Regions from separate parts of the Sus scrofa genome. Here regions 2 and 3 are each linked to region 1. A link is a contact called in public HiChIP or PLAC-seq data. All regions are on one chromosome and are shown on one strand. Each heading gives the region's core, a stretch centred on a gene start, on an enhancer-like site or on the middle of the called end of the contact. The rest is flanking DNA. Distances are from core to core; before and after follow the strand shown. Region 1 holds the start of CFLAR (CASP8 and FADD like apoptosis regulator). Region 2 holds the start of ORC2 (origin recognition complex subunit 2). Region 3 holds the start of NIF3L1 (NIF3-like protein 1).

The links. HiChIP or PLAC-seq counts read pairs in DNA pulled down with a chosen protein or histone mark.
Region 2: a contact with region 1 is called in an H3K27ac HiChIP or PLAC-seq map of alveolar macrophages. The contact joins the promoter of ORC2 here to the promoter of CFLAR in region 1. A contact is called at or near these places in 1 of 47 Hi-C or Micro-C datasets (embryonic fibroblasts) and 1 of 2 datasets of contacts at active chromatin or transcription factors (alveolar macrophages).
Region 3: a contact with region 1 is called in an H3K27ac HiChIP or PLAC-seq map of alveolar macrophages. The contact joins the promoter of NIF3L1 here to the promoter of CFLAR in region 1.

What each region holds. Positions count from the first base shown.
Region 1 is chr15:104,797,103-104,801,123 of Sscrofa11.1, forward strand. CFLAR (CASP8 and FADD like apoptosis regulator) reads left to right here and starts at 2,709. Exons shown (of 9, transcript NM_001001628.1): 1 at 2,709-3,111. The coding sequence starts at 2,816.
Region 2 is chr15:104,653,727-104,657,868 of Sscrofa11.1, forward strand. It overlaps ORC2 (origin recognition complex subunit 2), which reads right to left and starts at 2,832. Exons shown (of 18, transcript XM_021074955.1): 1 at 2,540-2,832.
Region 3 is chr15:104,582,058-104,585,986 of Sscrofa11.1, forward strand. NIF3L1 (NIF3-like protein 1) reads left to right here and starts at 1,679. Exons shown (of 7, transcript XM_003133583.6): 1 at 1,679-1,751; 2 at 3,302-3,776. The coding sequence starts at 3,341. PPIL3 (peptidyl-prolyl cis-trans isomerase-like 3) reads right to left here and starts at 1,695. Exons shown (of 6, transcript XM_013984381.2): 1 at 636-1,695. The coding sequence starts at 638.

The DNA of each region.
Region 1 (4,021 bases), core at 1,459-3,958:
AACCTGCGTCCTCATAGATACTAGTCAGGTTCACTACCGTTGAGCCACGACGGGAACTCCAAATTGTGTTAACTCTTGAGGGCATTGTTGTATCATTGAGAATTATGAATTACAAAGGTTAGTTATTGCTTTTAAAAATAAGGAATTGAACATTTCATCTCTAGCAGTTGTGTTTGGTTCTATTTCAGGTACGTCTGGTGAATGTAGATGACATCTCATTTCGTCTTGTGTTTAGTGACTTTTTATTTTATACCTTCCAGTGTGTATAAATCTTTTATAGGTTAATTTAGAATAACAGCAACCAACAAATTTGTGACTTACAGTGAATAGAAAGCGAACTTGACCTCCTTTTATGGAAACTGGTTATTAAAGTCTTATTACCTTGTGAGTGAGGTATAGATTTAGGTTCTTAAGAACACATAAAATAAGTATTGAGTTTTCAGATTAAAAAAAAAAAAATGCAGGTGTTCCCTTCGTGGCTTAGCGGTTAACGAACTGGACTAGGATCCATGAGGATACAGGTTCGATCCCTGGCCTCGCTCAGTGGGTTAAGAATCTGGCATTGCCGTGAGCTGTGGTGTAGGTCACAGGCGTGAATCGGATCTGATGTTGCTGTGGCTGTGGCATAGATCAGCAGCTGCAGCTCCGATTGGACCTCCTAGCCTGGGAACTTCCATATGCTGTGGGTGCGGTCCTAAAAAGCTAATAATAATAATAATAATAACAACAACAACAACAATAATAATAACAGTGCAGTCTGGGTACCAGTATTTTGTACTTTCACTGAGCAATTGTTTGGTAAATTTCATTTCTCCAGTTATTCAGAATGGCTGTATTTAAGTGAGGCTTGGCTGAATGAGCGCGGGATTGGTATAGAAGCACCAATACTTGTTAGCAAGGCTACATTAACTAAAATGTCTATTTTTATTAAGAACTCACCCATGTAGACTGGCTGTGGGAAGGCGAGTGTGAAAGATATGCATGAATGGGTTTATTTATTTTAAAATAAATATTTTACCTTTTTAAAATATAAAGTAAAATTTGGGAAGCTCCCATGTGGTGTGGTGGGTTAAGGATCCAGTGTTGCCACAGCTGTGGCACTGGTTCAGTCCCTGGCCCAGGAACTTCCGCATGCCGTGGGTGTGGCCAAGTAGTAGAATAAAAATGAAAATTTAAATAAATGTAATTTTGTTAATTTCAGACACTAAAGTACTCAGTAATATTTTCATTGATGAGGAATTCTGGAACTCTAGGGAAATTGTAGTTCCTCTAAGAATCTGTTTCATTTTTCTTGTTTTTGGCAGCAAGAGCTATTTAACGTCCCATATTTCCCTTTTCGCTTTGACTGCCAGGAAGCTTGAGGCAAATTGAAGGTCTACTAGAATCTGTTTAAGTCTTTCTGGCCTGCATATTTGCATTATTAATCTACCTCATTTTGACTTTCTAACCTAATTTCCCCCCTTGTTCTCATATAAATTTTTTATTCTCCTGATGCGTTTTACTGTAAGATGCCTCATCTTTTGTGAATTGAGACTGTGTACAAAAATAAATAGATTTCAGTGTTCCTTTCACCAAATCTAGCTAGATACATATATAAATATACTTGTACACAAATATGTAGCAGCAGTTAGCAGAAAGTTGCTAACTTACAGCTGGGTTCTGTTTCCAATTATTTTTTTGTTCAGATTAGCTTTTAACCTGAAAGCTTCTGTGGTAGAAACAGACAAGGTACTCTCCCAGAACATAAGAGATTATTTACCATAAAATGTAGCTATGAAACTTTAGACAGGGACCACCATTTACAACCAATTTTGAAAGAAAATAGATTGTGTTCCAATGGAAGAGGTTGAGAAGTTCACCCCATGACATGAATTCCCTACTGCTCCCACCCAGTTCCCAGATCTTTCTCCAGCTCTTCGGCTTCACCTCCTTCCTTCCATTTACACTGTTAGGAACTCTAGTGATAATTGTTGTCCGGCAGTGTAACGTAAGTGGGGGCTTCTGACCCTTCCAAGGGTCAGAAGAGGTGATCCAAACTTAACAAGACCCATTTAGCTGTGGTGGCAGGTCCTAGGAGCATTCATGATGATGCTGTGGAAAGGGCTGGGGACTTTGGGAGGATGGCAGCAGGTGTGAATGTGGGGTTTCAAAGTCGAACAACTGGAAAAATGGGGTGGGGTAGGTACAGAAACCTCTTTTCTCCCACCATTTTTTGAAGCCCTGCTGGGGTCCCTTTGCTAAGATTCGTATTTGTTTAAGCCTACTTGGGGGTCAGGGAAGGGAAGTTATCTGTGATCTCAGCTTCTCTCATCCAGTTAGCTGCTTAGTCATTGGGCTTTTTCTCTGCCCTCCACCAAGGTCATCCATTTGCCACTTAGTCATTAAGTCCCTAGCTGTGATTTCCCCCTTACCATAGTTTGTGTTCAATAAATTCTGTTAAAGTACGTGGGATTTTTGGGGAGGTGATTTGTCGCTAGTTTCATTTCCTTTAAAAATAGTGTTATCTTCTTCGTCCCTTCTGGTTTGGGGGTCAGTTGCTTTGTCTACTGAGAGGATCGCTTTCTATAGATTTAACAGTATGAAATTTAACCTGCTAGATTAGGGAGACCAACAAGAAAAGGAAAGGCCTATACCTGGAATTTTAGTGACTTTGATAGGAGGATTTTTTTTTAAAAAAAAAAATTCCCTTTTAACCACAGAACTCCTCCATTGGAAAGGATTCTGAAAGAAATGAAGAAAACCATCAGAAATGAAGTCAGTACCCTCGTGGGCTTCTGTTGACTGGACTAGATTTCTCTTACTGCCGTTCCTTGGAATGACACTGTACAGAATGTCGGCTGAGGTCATCCATCAGGTGGAAGAAGCACTTGATGAAGATGAGAAGGAGATACTTCTTTTTTTGTGCCGAGACATTGCTGCAGATGTGGTTCCACTTAATGTCAGGGACCTTCTGGATATTTTAAGAGAGAGGGGAAAGCTGTCTCTTGTGAGCCTGGCTGAGCTGCTCTACAGAGTCAGGCGGTTTGACTTGCTCAAGAGGATCTTGAAGATGGACAGACGGACAGTGGAGGCCCAGCTGCTCAGGCACCCTCATCTTATTTCAGACTATAGGTAATTCCTCAGCCCTTCCCGAGACTGGACTGGTGGGAGGGAGGGAGGAGGTCTGGACTTGAGCATCATAGAAATGAGGACAGTGGGGAACAGCAGCCGCATTCCTTTCTCAACCCACTGCTCCTACTGCCGTGTTGCTGCTGCTTCATTCCTCTGAACTCCTTGAACTTTTGGGACGTGTTTGCTTAAAGTACTTGGGTAGAATCAACTGAATGAAAGGAGAAGGGCTGGATGGATGGGTTTGCCCGAAGAGTGGGGTGAGAGAAAGGAATGACTAAGAGCTAGTTCTCTTAAAATGGCTTCTGATTGCGAGATCTGCTGTGTTCTTTGCTAGCTTGATTTTCTGTGATGTCAGCGCCTGGCAATTTCCCCACCGAGAAAGGAAATAACAAGTCTGACAGTAATCTTCCTGACCTTTGTAAAGCTTTGTTAACCCTCCTGAGTCCCCATGGGTCAGTCTTTCCCCTGCTGAGGAAGTTAGTGGGGTTGGCTCACTTTCTGTGCGTTTCTGTAAGGTTCCTGTTCATGCAGGTGCTGGGGACCCCAGATTGAACATACCCTCAATCAGCCACCTCTAGGTTCCCTTCAGTCCAGAGAGGAACGGCTGCTGGAGTCCCCTTGAGCTGTTCCTTCCTTCTGTTCACACAGCAGGCTCTTGGTGGTTCAGAGGAGCACAGAAGCCACTGTGGGAAAGAAAGAGAATTTGTAACCTTAAATTAGTGATTCCTTTCTCACCAGCCTTTAGTTATATCAATCATGTGTATGTTGAATTACCGCTGTGGTGAAACAGGATCGGTGACAACTCTGCAGTGCCAGGATGCAGGTTCGATCCCCAGCCCGGCACAGTATGTTAAGGGGTCCAGCATTGCCACAGCTGTGGCTCAAATCTGATCCCTGACCCTGGAACTCT
Region 2 (4,142 bases), core at 1,582-4,081, 140 kb before region 1:
AAAAAAAAAAGATTTTCAAGGAAAATTTTTAAAAAATATATCGTTTTTAAACAACTGAATATTGTCCTAGGCAATTTCTCTACTGTATTTTATATAAGAATTGTCTGGACAGATGCAGCATAACTTAGGTCTTATTTGCAGCCAAATACATTTATTTGGAAAATAATAATATTTAGAAAACTTCCTTTTCTAGATTTTAAGGCATCACCAAGTTGAAATGTCTACAAAGACCTTGAAAGAAACCTTTGCTTCTTTATTCTCCAACAATTTCTGAAAACAAAAACAAAATAACCCTGCTACAATCACACATTATAAATATTTAGTGACCATTTACTCTTCAAGACACTGTTTTGGGTGCTTACTTTTAAGTGGACTCTTTTCAGGGCATTAACAAGGTGATACAGTAGCACCAAAGGAGAGTTAACACCACAAATCCTCCCTTTAGAGCAAATAAAGGATTTGCTAAAATCTTTAAAAAGATAAACCTTTTAAAAAAAGGTGGTAGTTTAGTGATTATGCATCAATTTTATTTTTTTATTTTTTTGCTTTTTATGGCTGCACCCATGGAATATGGAGGTTCCCAGCCTAGGGGTCGAATCAGAGCTACAGCTGCTGGCCTATGCCACAGCCACAGCAATGCCAGATCCTTAACTCACTGAGCGAGGCCAGGGATCGAACCCCCAACCTCATGGTTCCTAGTCAGATTCGTTTCCGCTGCGCCATGACAGGAACTCCAATGCATCATTTAATGTCAGATAAACCTGAGTTCCTATCTTAAATGAGATGGTGTGCGTGGCTCATGAAAACACTAACTAGGTTCTCAATCATGGGTATTTTAACTTTAAACTTCCACATCATGGTGCAGATCTCTTGTACACCTCTATATCTTACCTAACATCTGAGGAATAAAATTGATACTTCATAGCAAGACAAGAAAAATTTAAACATAATTTTTTTTTTTTTTACCTATGTGGGCCTCCTCCTTCCTCTTTAGTGTGTATTGTGCATCTGTATTAACCAGACCTCCTTAGGAGATAACCGTCCTTCCTAATCTTGTAAAGGGCCACAATGATCCATGACTCACTACTTGCTTCATAGGTGTAGATCTGGATTGTGTGACCTGTCAACCTCATTCAATGTACAGCTCAGTCTCAAAAACATGCAACTGTGCTTTGACCTCTAACAGGCAAAACAGTTCTTGGAGTTTTCTGGAAGGCTGTTCCCAGGTTATAATCCTGTTTGGCTTAAATTAAAATTTCCATTTCTTGGAGTTCCCTTCGTGGTGCAGCAGAAACGAATCCCACTAGGAACTATGAGGTTGTGGGTTCAATCCCTGGCCTCACTCAGTGGGTTAAGGACCCAGCACTGCCGTGAGCTGTGGTGTAGGTTGAAGACACAGCTCCGATCTGGCATTCCTGTGGCTGTGGTGTAAGCCAGCAGCTGTAGCTCCAATTCAACCCCTAGCCTGGGAACTTCCATATGCCGTGGGTGTGGCCCTAAAAAAGACAAAAGACAAAAATAAAATAAAATAAAATTTCCATTTCTTTCTTAGATCACTACTGGTTCATTTTCATGGGTACATCTAACAGAAAAAGTGCTCAATAAATGTTGAATAACGTCCATTTAAGGAGCAGTGTCGGGAGTTCTCTTCCTGGCTCAGCAGCTAACCAATCCCACTAGGATACATGAGGATGGATGCGAGTTCCATCCCTGGCCTTGCTCAGTGGGTTAAGGATCCAGAGTTGCCCTGAGCTGTGGTGTAGGTCACAGATGCAGATCAGATCCAGCATTGCTGTGGCATAGGATGGCAGCAGTAGCTCTGATTGGACTCCTAGCCTGGGAACCTCCACATGCTGGGGTGTGCCCCCCCCCCCAAAAAAAGGCAGTGTCTTTAGGCAAAGGTGTGGCACCTTTTGCCTAATGAAAACAGTACCTATTTTTCTTCAGACTGCAATAAACTAGGGGAAGATGTAGCCGTACTTCTAGGATTTCAGCTGTACAGCGAAAAGCAATGCATCGATATCTTTTTAACTTAAAAAGCTCTACTAAAGGTTTAACATTTTACACCTAAGCACTGTCCCAGGGTGGCTGTGTTCAGTTAGGAGGATTCTCTTGGTGCTTCCAGGCTGGGATGATATCAAAGAGCTCAGGACAAGATCTCTTCCTCCTCAGCCCGTATTGTAGTTGTTCCTCTCCCAAGACACCTTACTACTTTCGTTATGAATTTTCCCAGTTCTCTCTCTACAAGCACAAGGCTCCTCCCACCGGGAAACAGGTATGATGGTAACAGACATCCCTTGCACAGAAGACCCATCACCGCTGGACAGAAGGAGATGTCTTTAAAGAGGGGGCCTCCCACCCCAAGTATTTGCTGACTTTAGTCTGGGCCTCTCGCAACTGATCAGTTGGCAGCGCTCCGCCAGCCGGGGGTCCTCAGGCGGGCGGGACTGGTGGCAGTCTGGAGAGGGCAGAGAGGGAGGCGCAGCGACCCTGCCCTCTGCAAAGGCGAAGGCCGGGGACTAGGTGCACCTGTACTCACCTCGCCAGCCCCTTGCTAAGGAGAGGAGGCAGGCTGCCCAGCCACCCCTCTACGCACCGCTAGGTCTTCACCAGGCGCGGCTGCGGCCGCCTCGCGCCTGCCGGACGCTACCCAGCTGAACGGTCGCTGTTGGGAAGGCGGCTTCAGTCGCAGCAGGAAAGGCCAAATTCTTGAAGGCAGCTTGAGTGTAGGGTCGCAGAGCTGATCAGAGGAGCTCCCGAGGCCCGCGTGGGGGGGGTAATGGGAAGCCTCCCTACTGCACACCGAATCTCCCGCCCTGCTTAGGAGGCGGAGCCCCGGGGAGCCAATAGGAAGTGAAGTCGGCCGAGAGCGACGGCTCTGCCAGCCCGTCGGCGCCGGCCTCATGGCCCTGCCCACAAGAAACCCAAGGAAACCGAATCCCCAGCTCTGGGTTCTGGGCCTTGTCTTTCCTCTTTCCGTTTCCGGGGAAGGGAGAAGGCAGTGTTGATTAGGTCTGAGGAAGTTGAAGGAAGTGGAGCGGGCTGAGCGATCGGTCTGTCTTGTAGCAATCTTTTTTTTCTTCTTTTTAGGGCCACACCAGTGGCACATAGAAATTACCAGGCTAGGGTTCAAATTAGAGCTGCAGCTGCCAGTTTACACCACAGCCACAACAACGCGGTAGCCGAATAGAGTCTGCGAGCTACGCCACAACTCATGGCAACACCAGGGGGATCCTTAACCCACTGAGCGGGGCCAGGGATAGAGCCGCATCCCCATGGATGCTAGCTGGATTAATAACCACTGAGCCGGAGATCCCAATGTGGCGCAGAGGAAACGAATCCGACTAGGAACCATAACCACTGAGCCACAACGGGAACTCCTGAGTGGTGGGTTTTGACTTTGTTTTTATGGTATATGTGTGGAAAATAGAGGTAAGAAGCTGAGTTTCCCTTCTAGGTTGATACTAAGGTAGATAAAAACAAAGAGCCATACCATTTAGAATGGAGATCCAGAATTCAGGGGTGGCAGGAAGTTGAAGATAGAGGTGATCATAAAACGGCAACTCTCCCAGGTATTCACAGACATTTTGGGTAGAAAATTAGATTTTTCCATGGAGAAAGAGAGGACTAAGTTAATTTTGTGTGAGATGCCAGCAGCTAATTGGGTTATAGTTTGAAATAGTTGAGTTTGAGTCTTTAATAAAATTGGATTAAACATGGTGAAATAAACACTGTCTTGAAATGCCATTAAAATAACAGAGTTAAAAAGTATTTTTAAGTATATGCACAAAAGAACAGGAAAGGAAGTGAGCCAAGTTGACACAACTTTGGAAGATGTGGTGTGATCAAGCACAGCAGAGTAAGCTGCAACCCAGGCCAGCAATGAAATGCCAAAAAGAAGTCTATTTCTTTCTCAGATTTCCAGTTAGTCTCAAGGATTAATCTACAGGAGCATCTGAAGACAGAAGAGCAGAATGGGACTGAGACCTGGAGGATTGGTCAAAGTCTGAAACAAGGAACAATTAGATCTCTTGCACTTAACAGAAGAGCAGGAGTTTACAAGGTGAACCAGAGGATCTAGACTCAACAGAATAAAAATGAGAAGTCATACTGAAATTGATTGGTGGAACTGGATAAAATGT
Region 3 (3,929 bases), core at 429-2,928, 220 kb before region 1:
GGGTGCAGCCCTAAAAAGACAAAAAAAAAAAAAAAAAAAAAGAGAGAGAGAGAGTAAAAGGATCCAATTAAAATGATCACAACTAGCTATGCTCTTCTGCTCCTGCAATACCCGCTTTCCATCTCAAATTCATTTTGTAATCAATCTTTCTCCATAAAAGGTAAATTCTGTGTGTTTTAAATGAAAAAGTAAGGATTTAAAATTTTTTTTAAAATTTTTTTTAGGGCTGTGCTGAAGGCATATGGAGGTTCCCAGACTAGGGGTTGAATTGGAGCTACAGCTGCTGGCCTACACCAAAGCCATGGCAACCTGGGATCCAAGCCAAATCTGCAACCTACACCACAGCTGACGGCAACACGGGATCCTTAACCCACTGAGCAAGGCCAGGGATCGAACCTGAATCCTCATGGAGGCTAGTCAGATTTGTTACCACTGAGCCACAATGGGAACTCCGAAAAACATAAGAATTTTAAAGTGATTTTGTTTCGGTTTTGTTTAGAATCATTTTATACTCTACACTTCTACAGCTTATCATTTGTCTTGTCATTGAAATCTCCATGCAGTTTTATTTCCCTTGACTAGATTTCTAAAAATTATATATACAAAGACATTCATAAGAATTCTATAAAACTTACCATTTTTCTTCTTGATGGTTTCAGGATGTACTGTTACTTTCTTACAGTTTATTGACAGAAGTTCAAAAACGAGCCTCTATTTCCAAAAGAAAAAGAATTAATTCATTTCCCTCTTTTAACTCAAACATGCTCATGTTTCCTGCATATTTAAAAGAAAAATTCTCGAGGAGAACAGATCCCTCCCAAGTAATCCGGTTGTGGAAGCGATCAAGCAATCCTACTCATCTCCAGCCCCTAAACTCCTACTTCCCCTGCTTACTCTTCAAGAAGAGTCTGATACATTTCTGCCTTAAGCCTAGCATTGGGTTTTCCCTTCGCCTGGAACACTTACACTCAGTACGGCTATTTCCCTCACCTCCAAGTCGCTGCTCAAAAGTTAAGTCTCATTGACCTGATAAATCTATTTAATACTGTCTTAAAGATTTCCTTTCCCTAAAGCACTTAGCACTAATATATTATATGCTTTAATTGCTTAATTCAACAACACCCTCCCCTCCAGAATACTCACTCCAAGCAGCTTAAAAACTAAAGCATAGAGCGCTCTTCCAGTGTTCAAGTGAATGAAAGAGTAAGTGACGCTACCCCATACTTACTTAACCACTTCACTGAATACAGATATTTTTTTAGTCAAGAAATAGATTAAGATAGGAAGCTTGTGAGAAATTCAAGTGGTCAGGCAAGGAGGCTCTGCCCACAGCTGTTGTTAAAACAGCAAAGATTCAATAACAGGTGCTCCGGAGAGTCTGTAAATTCCAAGAAAGTTTCTTCAGGCCGCCACCCGGAAGTCGAGCAGGAGACCCACTTAGGAGAACGCCCCTCCTCTGCTCACCTCCTTCCTCCTCCTCCCTATCCCAAACCCAACCGACCAGAACGAGGGAGAGGATGTAATTTATCCCCATCAGGAACTCCTTTGACCTTAGAGAACTTCTTAAATAATCACACTAGGACAAAAGGCGTAATGTTGGGCAATCCCTACAGGCGCCCCTGAACTCAGATGCAAAATAGGAAAGACCTCTTCCGCCCAGCTCCCCCGCCCCGCCCACTTTTACGCCTCCAGGAAGTTCTGCGCAGGACCGGAAGTAGCGCTCTTGGCAACCTGGGACTGGTGATTCTCCGGTGGGTTAGATTCCTGCGTGCGGCAATGAGGCCCTGTCGGCGCGCTGTGGCCCTTGCAGGCTGAGGTTTTGGGGGTGCTGCCGCGAAAGGAGGCGGGGGAGGAGATAGGCGCAGAAAACCGGTTTGCTGCACCAGAGCCTAGGGTTCTAGAGCGGCCAGGGTCCTGACTCGCGGCTTGCCCACTGTGCTCCCCGCACTTTTAATTGTTCTGGAAAAGGCTTGAAGTGGGGCTGAAATAAGAGGGCGAGGTTCACAGGCTGTAAAGTGGGTCCTGCTAATAATACTTATTAACAAGCAGTGCTGACTTTAGGCCAAGCATTTTCTCCAACTTTACGGTGAAATCTTGCGACGATACCGTGAGCTGAACGCTATTCTATTCTTCAGAGATGGGAACCGCAGAGATAGAGTAATCTGTTTAGACAGCTGCGGCTCGGGGAGTCAGTCTGGTTTTAGGGTCAGGTGCCCTTCACACTGTGCCCTGCTGCCTCCTATTCTTGTTAATGAGCTACGCAGCTTGTAGATTCATAGGAAATGGTGGTTTTGTTATTTCCAAGGGCTGCTTCAGATCTAACAATAGATAACTCAAAACCAGTGTGGTGGCCCACTAGAGCTTCACTTTAGCGCTTGCCAGATTTAGAAGTCTGGGGAGTTGGAGTAGTGTCAGGGAATCTGGAGAGTGGAAGTGGTATAAGGACCCTTAGAAGATCTTCAAAGACCCCAGGCTCCAGTGGTTTGTGGAGGCTCCACATGACTCCAAACCATATACTGAATATGGTTTGGGGCCCATTTGCTGCCCATTCATAGAGTGATCCACGTACGCATCCCATGATTCTGGCTGCTGACAAAACACTTCATTTTTAAAATATGTTGTTGTTACTTTTTTCCCATAAAGCACCTTTTAATGTTTGTCTCTACCACCATAACTTAATTCTGCTGTGATAAGGGAATGGAGACTGTGCCGGTCTGTGCAGTAAGCATTTAGCACTGGCCTGTATTGGTGATACTGAGATACAGAAGAGATAGTTCCTGTTCTCTGGTAGCTTGCCAGTACTGTGGGAGACAGAAAACAGGAATGTAACATAAGAAAAACTAGGGCAGAAGCAGGTGGGATGGGGGAGGGGGACACAGAAAAGGAAGGTTTGTTAAGAAAAGCTTTATTTAGGAAGTCAAAGGGGACTTGGAAAGAAGGGTAATAGAGAAATGGAGAAGGCTGGTTCAAGCAAGGATGGGGTGAGCAAGAACAAGGATGTGGGGTGGGGGCAGGAAGGAGATGAACATAATTGTGTGTTATCTACCAGGCTTGTTCCTGGTGACTTAAACATAGTAATCCATTTGCTTCTCCAGATGGCCCGTGAGGTAAGTTATAGTCCCTCCATTTTGTAGATTCGAAGACAAGCTCAGAGGAGTTAAATGACTTAGCTATGATACGACGTGCTGGTAAGTAGCAAAGCCAGTACTTGAACCTCGGTTGAAGGATGGCAGCTCTTCTGCTCATATGCTTTGCTGTCTCAAAGGTCAGAGTCTGAAGTGCACGTGTATTTCATTTTCAGTGTTTTGACATCAGATACTCGGTTTCACCTGACTTCTCTATGTTGTTATCCCGTGTACGCCTGGCCTCCACGACAGTCCGATTTGTTCATTCCCTGATCTGCAGTTCTTCCCGTTCCTTCATGGATTTGAAGGCCCTCCTTTCTTCCTTGAATGACTTTGCATCCCTCTCATTTGCTGAAAGTTGGGACAATGTTGGATTACTGGTGGAACCAAGCCCACCACACACGGTGAGCACCCTCTTCCTCACCAATGACTTGACAGAGGAAGTGATGGAGGAGGCACTGCAGAAGAAGGCCGATCTCATTCTCTCCTACCATCCGCCCATTTTCCGACCCATGAAGCGAATCACCTGGAAAAGCTGGAAGGAACGCCTGGTGATCCGGGCACTCGAGAACCGAGTTGGGATCTACTCTCCTCACACAGCCTATGATGCTGCCCCCCAGGGAGTCAACCACTGGTTGGCTAAAGGGCTTGGTGAGAAGCCTATTGGTCTTTCATGCTTAGTATTTTCCCTACCAATGATGTGAAATTTTAGAATGTCTTTCCTGTAGTGTGTTAACCACTATAAGGGGGAGGACCATTATTCTGTTTTTATGTATTTTAAAATAATCTTGCTGAAACTTGACA